Linked DNA regions of Sus scrofa: region 1 is linked to region 2. The links are chromatin contacts, called in public promoter capture Hi-C maps. All regions are on one chromosome and are shown on one strand. The core of a region is the stretch at or near the end of the contact, and the rest is flanking DNA. Distances in the headings are between cores, read along the strand shown. Region 1 holds the start of PPIL4 (peptidyl-prolyl cis-trans isomerase-like 4). Region 2 holds the start of IYD (iodotyrosine deiodinase).

Region 1 (6,583 bases), core at 1,251-3,750, 620 kb after region 2:
TCTTTTTATCTTCTGCCCATTTTTTGATTGGGTTGTTTGCTTTTTAGATGAAAAGCTGCATGAGATGTTTGTATGTCTCGGAGATTAATCCCTTATCAGTTGCTTCATTTGCAAAAATATTCTCCCATTTTATGGCTTCTCTTCTAGTTTTTTTTCTTTTCATGGCTGCACTTGTAGCATATGGAAGTTCCCAGGCTAGAGGTTGAATTGGAGCTGCAGCTGCAGGCCTACGCCACAGCAATACTGGATCTGAGCTGCATCTGTGACCTGCTCCTTAGCTTTTGTCAATCCCAGATCCTTAACCCACTGAATGGGGCCAGGGATCAAACCTGCATCCTCCCAGAGACTACATCAGATCCTTAACCCACTGAGCCACAATGGGAATGCCTTTTATGTAAAATCCCATCCACTGCTGGACGAAACAGTACCCCAAAGCTTTTGGATCACCTGTGTTACTAGCCTTCTATGGTCGAGGAAATGGTTCTCTCTTGATGCTTCTTCTCATATCTAGAGTCATACTATTATAATAATTGATTTTATAGAACTGTATATTATCAATCATTTCAAGTCACCTAGTCATCATTTTATTTTTATTTTTATTTTTGGTCTTTTTTCCATTTCTTGGGCCGCTCCTGCGGCATATGGAGGTTCCCAGGCTAGGGGTCGAATCGGAGCTGTAGCTGCCAGCCTACGCCACAGCTCACAGCAACGCCGGATCGTTAACCCACTGAGCAAGGGCAGGGACCGAACCTGCAACCTCAAGGTTCCTAGTCAGATTTGTTAACCACTGCGCCACGACGGGAACTCCCATCATTATTTTTAATTGGAGGGTTAGTTAATCATTTGCAAAAAAACAATAATCTTATAAAATAGGCAGGGCCTCTCTCACAAGCGTCCTGTCTTAATAAATCTATATCTTACCTATCACTTTGTCTCTCACTGAATTCCTTCTGTGCAGAGGCATGAAGAAACTGAACCTCAGTGAGTCCAGACACCAGGAGGTTATGGTCGGGGATTAGGCAGTGGACATGTTTGGAGAGTCACTCTTCAGCCCCAGAAGCGACAGAAAATGAACAAGCAGATAAAAAGCTCTGTAAGTCCTGTGTGTGGGAGCAAACCCCCCAACAAATGGAAGATGTTAATGAGGGGGTCTTTATTCCAGAAAGAAGACCACCAAACTACTGAACACCAACTTTGAAAACAATGCAATTTGCCTCTACCCTGATCCTTATCTGCAGTCCTCTTTTCTTATTTCCCAAACTATGAAACCACCTCCCAATCTCTCCTAAGGGAGGCACAGTCTTTGAGGCATTAGCCTGGTGTGACTCTCCTTTGCCGGGCAAAGCAATATAGCTATTTCCCCCCCCCCCCAAAAAAAAAGGCAGGGCACAAGTAATATAGTTAGTAACATTAATATGGTCTTAAGTAAGTACTTAAGCTAAGGACTTCCATTAAATGTGGCCTCGTATCTCCTTAGGTCATCTGACCAGTCCGTTTTGTACGAAGCCTCTATCTTCAAGTTATTTATTTATTTTTTGACCTTGCCCCAGGAATGTGGAAATTCCCAGGCTAGGAATTGAACCCACACCACAAGCAGTGACCTGAGACACAGCAGTGATATCAGGTCCTTAACCCACTGAGCCACCAGGGAACTCCACCAATCTCTATCTTTAATGGAGATGATATATTGGCTTTGCACATAAAATTCACCAAAGATGGCTACACATGTGAGGTGAGTGGGTCATCATTACCCCTTAGGGGACTGAGAAAGGAATGTTATCTTTTAAGGAGTTTCATGGCTGGTGCCAGAAGAAGAAAAATTGATTCTATGGTTGAGCAGGTATTTCTCCCATTGGCGGGGTCTGCTTAATGCACAGCGCACACTGGAGGGGAGGGAGGAAGCCAAAGGGCAGAGAATTTTGTTTAAATTTTTGTCTTGCCTTAAAATGTGAATTTTATTTCGTTAAGAGTACTGATAAAAGCAGTAGAGATAAAGGACTGAATGAAGCCTATGATTTTTAGCTTGTTGCACTAAGGACCCACCCACGACCTGCTACATAACAGGTACACTCTCTGCTCTACATAAGATTAGCCAGGAAAGAACTCCCTGCTAACAATCTTTCTCGGTAGCAAATTGTACATTTCAGGCCTGATTCAAGGCAATAAAAAGAGGCCGATTAGAAACCGAGGGCAGATGTCCCAATAAGGCGAGGGAAGGTGGCGCCAGAGTCGCCCTCGGGCTACGACGGAGGCAGCCAGAACAGCTTGAAAGAAATGTCCGTCCCGTTCTTGAGATGGTCACAAAAGGGGTACAAAACCCTTCAGAGGAGCCCCTTTGAGTGACAGGCTTCCGCTCCAGCTCCAAAGGATTTTCAAAAGGGCCGCGCGAGAGGCGGGGACCCAGGGCTCTGTCAGGTTGGGCGGGGCACCGACCAGACCTGCCTCCAGAGAGCCTCTAGGAAGGGGCGGTGTCGCCGGAGGAATGACGTAAAAAGGCGTCGCGCCGAAGGTGACGCGTGGCGTAGATGACGTCGGGCTATTCCTGTCACTCCAGGCGCTGGTAGCAGAGGAGCGGGCGCCATGGCGGTTCTCCTGGAGACCACTTTGGGCGACGTCGTCATCGACTTGTACACGGAGGAGCGGCCGCGCGGTGAGGCCCGGGCACACTCAACTCTCGCCGGGCCGCGATCTCCTTTCCCCACTTTGCACTTTCCCCACTTTGCCTAGTCCCCGGCGAGGACTGGTTCGAGCTTCTAGGCTGCTGGTCCCCGCGACCGGGCTGTTTTATTAGCGGGCCTTGTTTGAGAAATGTTTTTGAGGAGCATCCCTTCTCCCGCATCTGGTCCTGCTAATCGGGTGGCGAGTACTTGTGGTTATTAAATCCGTGTGTGTGCGTGCGTGTGTGTGTGTGTGTGTGTAATGCCAAGCGCATGTACAGTGCCCATAGCTCTTGTGGCTTTACTGCGTTTTACAAATCCGAGTAACGCAGACTGGTTACTGGTTACTGGTATTCCTTGGTGTGTAATCGGTAAATCTTGAGGAAAGCAGGGAGGACGGGCTAGGAGCATTGTGTGTGGGCATCACTCCTGGCTGGAGGAAGGGCTGCACCAAGCCTTAGCAAACACTCATTGATCGCCCTCTATGCGGGACTTTGTGCCAAGCCCCGGGAGGGCGCCTTGCCGTTGAGGGTCTAATTTTCCATTGGGGGAAAGTAGGCGCGGCAATCTATTTAATTTCTTAAGTGTTGTAGTGGAAGAATGTGTAAGTTGCCATGGAAACCAGAGGAGGGAGTCTTTCTTCCTGGTTGGGGGTGGGGAGAAGCGAAGCTAGCAAAGAATGCAGAACACTTGAACCAGCTCTTTCAAAGATGAGTGGGATCGAGGGTTTTCTTAACAGTTTGCTTGGAATTTTCTGGAAATAGCAAGTAGATCGGTGGCTTGACGGTGGGATGGCAGACTGCGAGTCTGGTCATAGACCTTTCTAAGTTAGTGAACAGCCTTGTGTGCCCTACCGATGATCGAAATCTTTGAAGAGTTTAAAAGCAAGATTGAGGCAGGGCACACTTCCTGTTGTAGGAAGATAATAGGCAGCACTGTGGAGAATGTATCAGAGTGACCAAGGGAGTTTAGTTACCATCAGGGTTCTGTCCCCATGGAATGCAGTCTATCAAAGAGGATGAAACAGGCCTCAATAGGGCACCAGGAGTGCCTCCTGACACACTACACTAAATCCTACACTCAGTTATCCCCAAAAGCCCCACAGCACTCAACCACACATCCATGCTTTCTCATACTGTTGCCTCTACCTTACATTTCTCTCCTTTTGGCAAACCTCCTGCTTATTCAAATCTCAGGTCAAGCATAATCTCTTCTGTGAAGCTCTCTGGTGTCCTTAAGTAGAGTTAGATCCATTTCTTCTGCTCAATCTCAGGCCTTTTATAAATCATACAGCACATATTTTGTTATACATTTACTTGTTGTCCTGGAATCATTTGCACACCTTGGTCCCCTTTCAAGAATGTCACTCTAAAAGAGCAGGGACTGTGCTTTAATTAGCTCTGTATCCTGAGCACCTAGTGCAGTGCCTGGCTCTTTGAGGGCACACACTAAAGGCTCATGTGGAGTAATGCAAATATATGTGTTGCCTTAGGACTCTTTGTGTGTGTGATAGAAACTCAGCTCAAACTGGCTTAAAGAAAATAATTGATTGCCTCATGTTATTGGGGAAAGCTTTTAAGGATGGGAGGACAATGCTTGGCAGGATCTTATGGGGAATTATGGTTTTCATCTCTTGGTTCTGCTTCCTTTTGAATTTGACACTCTCCATATGGAGCCGCACCTGGCAAATGAGTGGACCTTTCCCCGTGGAACTGTGAGAAACAAAGGGGATGTAGAGTTATTCCACTTAATTAACAGATGGAATGGACAAGCAGTTTCTGCAAAGATAGCTTGGAACACTAAAAGCATAAGTCCAGTAAACATGAGATTGGATACCTTCTTTTATGTGTAACTATTAATCTATAGTAAAAATATCCAGACTTATTTTTCTTTTTTCCTCCCTTTCTCTCCCTTCTTTTGTTTTCCTTTTTTTTTTTTTTTACTTTTTATTATAGAAGACTTGAAATATACACAAAAGTAGAAAGAATCATGTAAATGAACCCTCATGTGCTGATGGTCAGCTTCATTTAACGGTCGTGAATACATGTTTCATTTATACCCCCACCTCCACTGGATTTTTTATAGCAAGTCCTTTACATGACATTTATTTAATCTGTAACTACTTAAAGCTGTATCTTAAAAGATAGTTTTGTTTTTTTTGTTTTTGTCTTTTTGCCTTTTCTAGGGCTACTTCCGCAGCATATGGAGGTTCCCCGGCTAGGGGTCGAATTGGAGCTGTAGCTGCTGGCCTGCACCATAGCCGTAGCAATGCCAGATCCGAGCCACGTCTGTGACCTACACCATAGTTCATGGCAATGCCGGATCCTTAACCCACTGAGCGAGGCCAGGGATTGAACCCACAACCTCATGGTTCCTAGTCGGATTCGTTAACCACTGAGCCATGATGGGAACTCCTTAAAAGATAGTTTTTTAAAAAGATGATATAACCACACATCTGAAAAAATAAGCAATGATTCCTTAGTATCATTCATATTTTTCTATGTCTCATAAATATTTAAAAGAATATTTTGTAATTTGGTTTAGGATCCAAATAAAGGCTGTGTATTATATTGGTTGTTGTATCTCTTAAATATCTTTTCATCTTTAGGGTCCCCCCCACTTCTCCTCCCCCCCAAACAATATTTGAGGAAGAGTGTGGATCATTTGTTTTGTAGAATTTTCCTCATTTTGGATTTGACAGATTGTATCCCTGTTGTATCTCTTAATGTAGTCTTCTCTCTCTGTTTCTCATTAATGGCTGCTTAGATGAAGAGTCTTGAGCAAATTCAGGTGTAATGTTTTTGGTAAGAATATTTCATATAAGGTGGTCTGTACTATCAACTGCATCACATTCAAGAGGCACTTGCTGTCTGGTTGGGTCTTTTTGTGATGTTAAAATTGGTTAGAGGTTCAGGCTGTCTACCTGATATGTCTGTTGTAGTCTTCCCAGTAGCTTGTCACCTAAAGATTTTGACAGCCATTGTTGATCATTGCTTACACCCACTGGTTTTGTTTTCCAGTTAAAGGACTACTCCTATATGTTTGACACTAATCCCGGAAGTATATTTTTCTAGAAAATTGATCAAAAGCCTGACATTCAAGACTCTCCAATAACTTGGCCCCATCTTACCTCTCCAGCCTTTTAATTCTCTATTACTCTGTGATACTGAAGTATTATAGATGTTAGACAAGCCTTATAGGTGTTAGACTACTCTTCAGGACCTTCCCCCAAACATTTAAATTCCCATTCTAAGGAGTTCCTGTTGTGGCTTAGCAGTATCCCCACTGGTATCCATGAGGATGGAGGTTCCAACCCTGCCCTTGCTCAGTGGCTTAAGGATTCAGTGTTGTCCTGAGTGTGGTGTAAGTCGCTGACATGGCTCTGATCCCATGTAGCTGTGGCTGTGGTGTAGACCGACAGCTCTAGCTTCAGTTTGACCCCCTCCCTACTCTCTGCTAGTCCAGGTCTTGTAATGCTTACCTTAAGCCTCTGTGAGGTCTTCTCATTTCAGGCAGAAACAATCTCTTTTCCACTCTTGTGGCATTTTTAGAACCACATTGTAGTATTTAAGTGCATAAATGCCTAGCAGCTATGCCTAGTATTGTAACTATTTGTGTTCAGGTGTAAGGATGCAAGTTTAGGGTAAGCTCCTTGAGAGCAGAGACTGCCTCATATATCTGTCTGTTTGATTTCTAGCTAAGTGCTTTGAGTGTTGGTATGTTTCTCTACAACCAGACTATGAACTTGCTTTCTTTTTTTTTTTTTAAGGAAATTTATGATAATGAAGATCTTTATTTTTCATCAAAATTAGTCCCATTATCTTTGGGATTTTTTGTTTTGCTTTTTTAAATTGAAGTGTAGTGGATTTACAGTGTTATGTTAATCTCTGCTGTGGAGCAAAGTGATTCTGTTACACATATATTTA
Region 2 (6,789 bases), core at 3,617-6,116:
GAATGGTGACACTGGCAATTCAGATATTTCCTTACTGTGTCTGATTTAAACTAAACTTTATGATAGGTAGGTATGTACAGGAAAAATTTAGGATATGGAGGGTCCAGTGTTCCCAGTAGTTTCAGGCATCCACCTGGGGTCTTGGAACATATCCCCTAAGGATGAGAGGGATGGCAGGAAATGTCCAGAAGGCAAGATGTCACATTGGGCGCCCTCAGATAAAGATGAGAGTGACAATAGGCACAGAGGGAAAACAGCAAGAAGAGCCAGGGCCTGGCCCTGAAAGTCTGGGACATTCTGGGTGGAACTCGGGTACAAGAGTGAGCTTCTCCCCCGGGGATGTGACGATAGGGAGGGACAGGCAAGTGGGAACAGGCTCTTGAAAAGGGGACTTTGAAGAGCCTGAGACCCCAACTGCAATAGTAGCAGGGACCACGGTTAGCTGGCAGCTGGTAGTAAGGAGCTTCTTCTTAGGCTGTGATATCCAGGCCATTGGGACCCACACTGCATGCATTTAACGCGAAGGCCCAGTGACTAAGTCAAAAGGAAATAGGTGGGACGGGGGCGTGGCTACAAATACCTATCAGCGTTCTAGCAAAATCCACCCTGACCCAAACCAGACGTCCTCAGTATCAACCCTGACCTTTATCACATGTGTCAATAAAGACTTTCTTCCCCAGTGAAACTTCCCCACCATTTGTTACAAAGTCAGCTTCTGTTGTCAATAAGCAGTAAATGAGCCAGTGCATGAAAGGCCTCCTGAACTTTAAATCTGTTCAGGCTTTGCATAAACTACAGGCAGCCAAGGGGCATGGACTGGCAGTTGCTGCAGCTGCTGAAGTCCAGGGTAGGCCTGTGGCAGAATGAGGGGCAGCTGCCTGAACCCTATCTGTGCAGCCTGTGTCTCTGAGCAGAGCAGACCAGTGGAACCCATGATGGCTGGCTTGGATTGTCCTAAAGGGCTCCCCAAGAAGAGCGTATGTTGGGGGTGCTGCTATTTCTGGAGCCCAGGGCAGAGAGTCTACATTCTGCCTGGTGAAGGGGCGCAGGCCAAACCAAGCTGGGAGAGAAAGCACTGAGGGATCGCAGGGCAGTGAAACAGATACAAAAGTTTAGGCTTGGAGTTCCCGTCGTGGCTCAGCGGGTTAAGAAGCCAACTAGTATCCATGAGGATGCTGGTTCAATTCCTGCCCTCACTCAGTGGGTTGAGGATCCAGCATTGCCATGAGCTAAGGTGTAGGTCACAGTGAGGCTTGGATCCTGTGTTGCTGTGGCTGTGGTGTAGATCGGCAGCTGCAGCTCTGATTTGACCGGTAGGCTGGGAATTTTCATATGCTTCAGATATGGCCCTGAAAAATATAAAACCCTAGGGCTTCTCTTTCTTCCTGAACTCCTGACTGTCCCCAGGGAACAGGGCCTTTGCTAGAGGAAAGAGAAGAGCTGTCCCACCTCCACCCCAGAGCAGCCAAGCCACTCCCGGGGGGTTCATCCAAATTGTGACGCCCACATGTTCCAAAATAAATGCGTGCCGCTGTGGTCTGCTTTTTGCTCTAAGTCCCGTGCTGCCACCCGTGGGGTTGGCCTTTGACACCAAGACTCAGTTGCCCTTTATCATTGCTTTAATGCCAAGGAAGGCTAAATTGCTCCATGGTTACGTTTAATGGCAAAGTAATTCCAGGCCGTGTCTACCCTTTAATGCTCACCTTGGAGGCAGTTTTCTGGCTGCATCGCTGCATAAATTGCTTTTGTGTTTCCGCAATTCTACTTCAAGATCCTTGCCAGTGGGCCGAATATTTTCTAGCTCTGAAACTACAAGGCCAGTGGATGTCACGTCATGCTGTTTCCTCCTTGCAATTTTTGGAGAGCCTTGAGCAGCAATACTCATAAGGCTCGGGGTCGCACAGCTCTCGCAGGAGACAGATTCTGAAGGTGGTGATGGGAGCAATTTCAGGGCTCGACACCTGACCCAAGAAGCATCTCTTCCTCAACTGCCTCAGCCATCCCTCTGCTTTCTGTGTGAACCTGTGGCTGCCGTATAGATTATTTCACCAGCAGCAGCCGGGGTGGACGGGAGCTGGAGACTCTGAGGGTGTCCAGATGGAAAGCCCCTGAAAAAGGCAACACGATCCCAGGTAAAGTGGACTCAACTTGTTATCTGAACCGTGTCACCTCTTGTGGGGCCCCCGGGTCCTATCGAGACCTTCGCTCTTCCCTAGCAGAACCCACGCAGAACCCCAAACATTGCCCGATTCCAAGGGCAATGTTCCCAAGCCCTTTCTTCTCCCTAATCTCTCATCTGAATTTGAATTTGTCTGTCCTTCATCCTAGAACCATGTCTTACGGCAGTCGTGGTAAGTCGGCCTTTTAAAAGCAGTATGCATGAGTGGGTGTCAAAAGCTTACGAAAGGTGAGGGTGCAATGGAATCGATTGCTTCCTGCAGCAAAGGAAAGCTATGCTGATCACATGCTCTGTGAACACAGTCGAACGCTGACCTTACACAGTATTTTTGTCAGCAGTGTGCCCTCTCTGAGAAGAGGGGAAAAGAGCCCTGGTTTACAGCGCTTGCCTGTTTCCGTGGGCTGAGTACTCCCATCATGGCCTGACTTCAGCCTCTGACAACTGAGCAACCAGCCTGGCCCTCCTTTCCCAGGCCTTCTTTTCTGTGTCCACTCTTCCCATGTCAATTCCTCTTTTTAAATTTTATATTATATTTTTTAAATGGCTGCAGCTGAGGCCTACACCACAGCGGGCAGCAACACCAGATCCTTAAGCCACTGAGCAAGGCCAGGGATGAAACCCACATCCTCACAGAGACAATATCAGGTCCTTAACCCACTGAGCCACAACAGGAACTCCTAAATCCTCTCATCTGAAGTTGCTTCCACCAAGTTCAATCCTCAGCCTTCTTCTCTAGCAGTCCACGGAGGGGATTCATTAGTTTTCCAAGTTCCAAGCATCACCCTGTGCTGGAGACTATGTCCAGGGTCCCTCCCTTCGAAACCTCCCTGGCTTTCTGCTCCCATGGTCCCCTGTCCTCTCAGACCTCCGGTGGCCTGCACGACACTGGGTGTCCTTCCCTTAAACCAGATCCACTTCCCTCACCCGTGAGCGTGTCCTTCTGAGGCTCCCAGTCTCAAAACCAGACGCCCAGCTTCTCCCAACCTCTCATTTGTTTCCAGGCTCTGTCGTCCTTCCTTTACTTTCCCGCCCATCTCCTCCCTCCTCTGCCTCCCACTGCCACCACCACGCAGCCCATCGAGGCCAGAATGGTTCATTACCAGCTTCTCAGTGGGTTTCCCCTCCATCAGGGGACGTGCGTCTCAGGTAGGCTGACTGCCCTTCGGGGGCAGATCCCTCAGCGTGGCAGAGAAGGAGGCAGCCCTGCTCAGAGCTGCCTCGGCCCGGATCCTGGGCAGTACATTCAGCATGGCTGGCCCCACCCCCAATCCCGAGATTAGGACGAACCCGCGAGCACATGCACACGTGCCCACGCACACGCATGCACACTTCCAGGTGGCCTCTGTTGGTGGGAGGGTGGAAGCATCACAGCTCCAGCGGAGAGGCACTGGAGCCTCTTCCAAATTGAATCCTCCCCACCAACCACCTCCGGTAAACCTCAAACACGGGCTACTCAAGGCCCCCAAGAACCTGTCACTTCCTCTCTCCTCCCTCGCCTCCTCTTTCTCAGGCCAACCAGGCCCAGGCCTGCCCTCAATTCCCCCCTTGTTTTCATCCCCTTCTGAGTCCTCCCATCTTCTCAGTGTCTTTCCCGGGGTTCCCAGCCCTGCACTCGTGCTCACTCTGCTCCTCTTAGCCTCTTGCTATTCCTATTCTATGGATCCACCCAGCCTGGTTCAGCCTTTTTCTAACTGCCCCACTGCATCCCCAAGCCTTCTCAAAACACCTTATAATCACTTCCATCCAATCCCTCGCCTGTCTTATGGCCTTGTCTGCTGAACTGGACACTCAGCTTTGAGGACGGCGGCCACTCATCTCTAACCCGCATGCCAGGTACAAGGAGAAGTAGGGAGCCCCTAGGTAGATGCCATTTTTAAATGTCAAGTTCTTCATCCAAACCTGACTACCAGCAGTTCCCGCTGTGGCTCAGCAGGTTACAAACCTGACTAGCACCCATGAGGATGTAGGTTCAATCTCAGATCATGCTCAGTGGGTTAAGGATCCAGCCTTGCCGTGAGTTGTGGTGTAGGTCATAGCCTTGGCTTGGATCCTGCACGGCTGAGGCTGTGGCATAGGCTGGCAGCTGCAGCTCCAATCGGACCCCTAGCCTGGGAACCTCCATATGCCACAGGTGCTCCCCTAAAAAAGCAAACAACAACAACAACCACCTGACTACTAAATCCATGGCCACCCCAGTCTCTGATGTGCCCCTTCAGAAAGATTTTAGCAGCCAGGGCAGGACTGGAGCTAGAGAAAACATCAGCCCCTCACCAGCTCTTTCTCGAGCAGCCAGGAAGAAAGGAGGAGTTGGTGCCAGCAGGTGGCAGGAAGACCACCCAAGAGAAACGAATGGTCTCTGCCACACACTAATTCCTTTGTGCGATAGAGGCTGATGATGAAACTGACCTGCCTATGTTTCTTCCTCTCCATCAGCCCCGCCATCCATTTGTCCTCATCATAAAGATACAGACGGGGGAGCCGGAGCAGTTTGGCCGGGATCCTTACCTTCCTCCACCTGGAGGACATCAGTGCTGTCTTTCAAGTCTTCATCCACCCAGGGTCGAGCCTCAGCCCTGGCTCGAGGCTCCTCTTCCCTTCTCTTGGTGGCTCCATCAGCATTTTTAAAGATCCACACCATCAAAATGCAGACAACGGCTACCAAGACTGGAGTCAGAAGAAACATGGTGGTGAGGCCGATCCCGACCGGTGCCCATCCTTCCCAGGCTGGTATTTAAACAAACAGGGACGGCAGTGGGGAATGCCGGGAGTCGGAGTGAAGGCACGGAGAGGTGAGCCTGGGGCGGGAACGGGATGAACGCTGACTCTCCCAGGACTTGGCAAAGGAGCAAAGATCACAGCCGTGTGCATCGGGGTGTGTGGTGGGGCTGGGAACGGGCTCCTGCCCTTGGTTAAACTGTGTGCTCAGTCAATCTATCCTTAGACAATAATTGCCAGGATCCGAGGCGACACGGGGAGGCACTAGATCTTGGCAGCCGTGGTGGAAGGGAGCCAGGCTTCCTCTTGAACAGCAATGTGTCCTCCACTTGCCAGGAGCGAGGAAGCAGCTGGAGTGGCCCATTCTCAGCCAAGCTCCCGCCCCATCTGAGTGGTTACCAAGCCTCCTGGGAGAGTCCCCTGTGCTTTCGGACACTGGGGCAAGAGCTCGCTCAGGTCTCCCACTCACAGGTGAGTCGGCATTATTTGAAGTTCACTGCGAGCCACACGGGAAGTCCGAGCATTATTTGAAATTTTTTTCAACTCGCATGTGCTATTTTTTTCTACCTTTTTATTGTGATAAAATATAATCCTGCAGAAGCTACCCTCCTGGCCCCCTTTAAGTGCCCAGTACATTCAGAATGTTATAACCCCTTACCACTCTTCCCAAAACTGCTTCATCATCTCAAACTGAGACTCTCTACTCATTAAGCAATAACCCCCCGCTTCCTCTTCCTACAGCCCCTGATAACCTCTCGTCCACTTCACGTTGCTATGATCTGACCACTCGAAGAACCTCATGTCACTGGAATGATACAGTATTTGTCTTTTGGGGGCTGCCTCTTCCACTTAGTGGAAGGATTTCAAGGTTCATCCATGTTTTGACATGTATCAGAACTGCATTCTTTTTCATGGCTTTGCATGTGCGATTTATTTTTGTAGTTAAAAAATAGATACTAGGCGTTCCCGTCGAGGTGCAGCCGAAATGAATCCAACTAGGAACCATGAGGTTGTGGGTTCGATCCCTGGCCTCCCTCGGTGGGTTAAGGATCCAACGTTGCCATGAGCTGTAGTGTAGGTCGCAGACGTGGGTTGGATCTGACATTGCTGTGACTGTGGGGTAGGCCGGCGGCTACAGCTCTGATTCGACCCCTAGCCTAGGAACCTCCGTATGCTGTGGGCGCGGCCCTAAAAAGAAAAAAAAGAGCATTACAATACAGCGCGTCGAGTGTTATGACAGAGGTGCACTCTGGGTCCCTCATTCAGTCTGAGACAGGACCTGACTCCACTGAGGACATAAAGCTTGTGCTGTCTTGACAAACCCAGGGTGACTGGGGACAGTGCTACTCAAAGAGCCTGTGCCAGGACTTAATCAATGCGCTGTACCCCTCCTTGAGAAACTCTTGCTGAAAAAAAAGAAAAGAGATAAAGACAGAAGGAAAGAAGGTCAGCTGACCTCTAGAGTGTGTATGGTAGCGATGCGGCTGATTTGCCTGATCTACGGTCTAGCGTGTGCTCCGTGTCTCATTTCGTGTTTGGTCCTCAAGAGTGGCTGCATGAGCCAGTCTGCAGACCACACTGTGAGTTGCCATCGTCTCGAAAACACATTTTCCCAAGACACACATAGGACTTTTAACTTCCAGTGCTGCTGTTGAATTGATTGTCCCTGACATGTGCCCTTCCTGCTTTGGGAACGCCCTGCCAGTGTACGTGCAGGATACACATGTCCAATGACGTGAAAGAGAACTTTTCAGGACGGAGACTCCCTGGGGCCCTGAGTGAGAAAACACTGTTCTGATGGTTTGTACCAGCAACGTGCCCCCAAGCCTTTCTGCCCAGGGTTCATTTAGCAAGAGTCCTGTCAAGTATTCAGGACGTGCCTGTGTCTGCACCAA

What was found. Promoter capture Hi-C pulls out the DNA fragments that hold promoters and counts their contacts.
Region 1: a contact with region 2 is called in a promoter capture Hi-C map of liver, with 4 times the contacts expected there. The contact joins the promoter of PPIL4 here to the promoter of IYD in region 2.

Annotation. Positions count from the first base shown.
Region 1 is chr1:16,398,438-16,405,020 of Sscrofa11.1, forward strand. It overlaps PPIL4 (peptidyl-prolyl cis-trans isomerase-like 4), which reads left to right and starts at 2,501. Exons shown (of 13, transcript XM_021086908.1): 1 at 2,501-2,650. The coding sequence starts at 2,581.
Region 2 is chr1:15,774,281-15,781,069 of Sscrofa11.1, forward strand. IYD (iodotyrosine deiodinase) reads right to left here and starts at 4,867. Exons shown (of 5, transcript NM_214416.1): 1 at 4,685-4,867. The coding sequence starts at 4,862. LOC106508815 (a long non-coding RNA gene) reads left to right here and starts at 4,878. Exons shown (of 3, transcript XR_002342452.1): 1 at 4,878-4,968; 2 at 5,231-5,365; 3 at 5,636-5,925.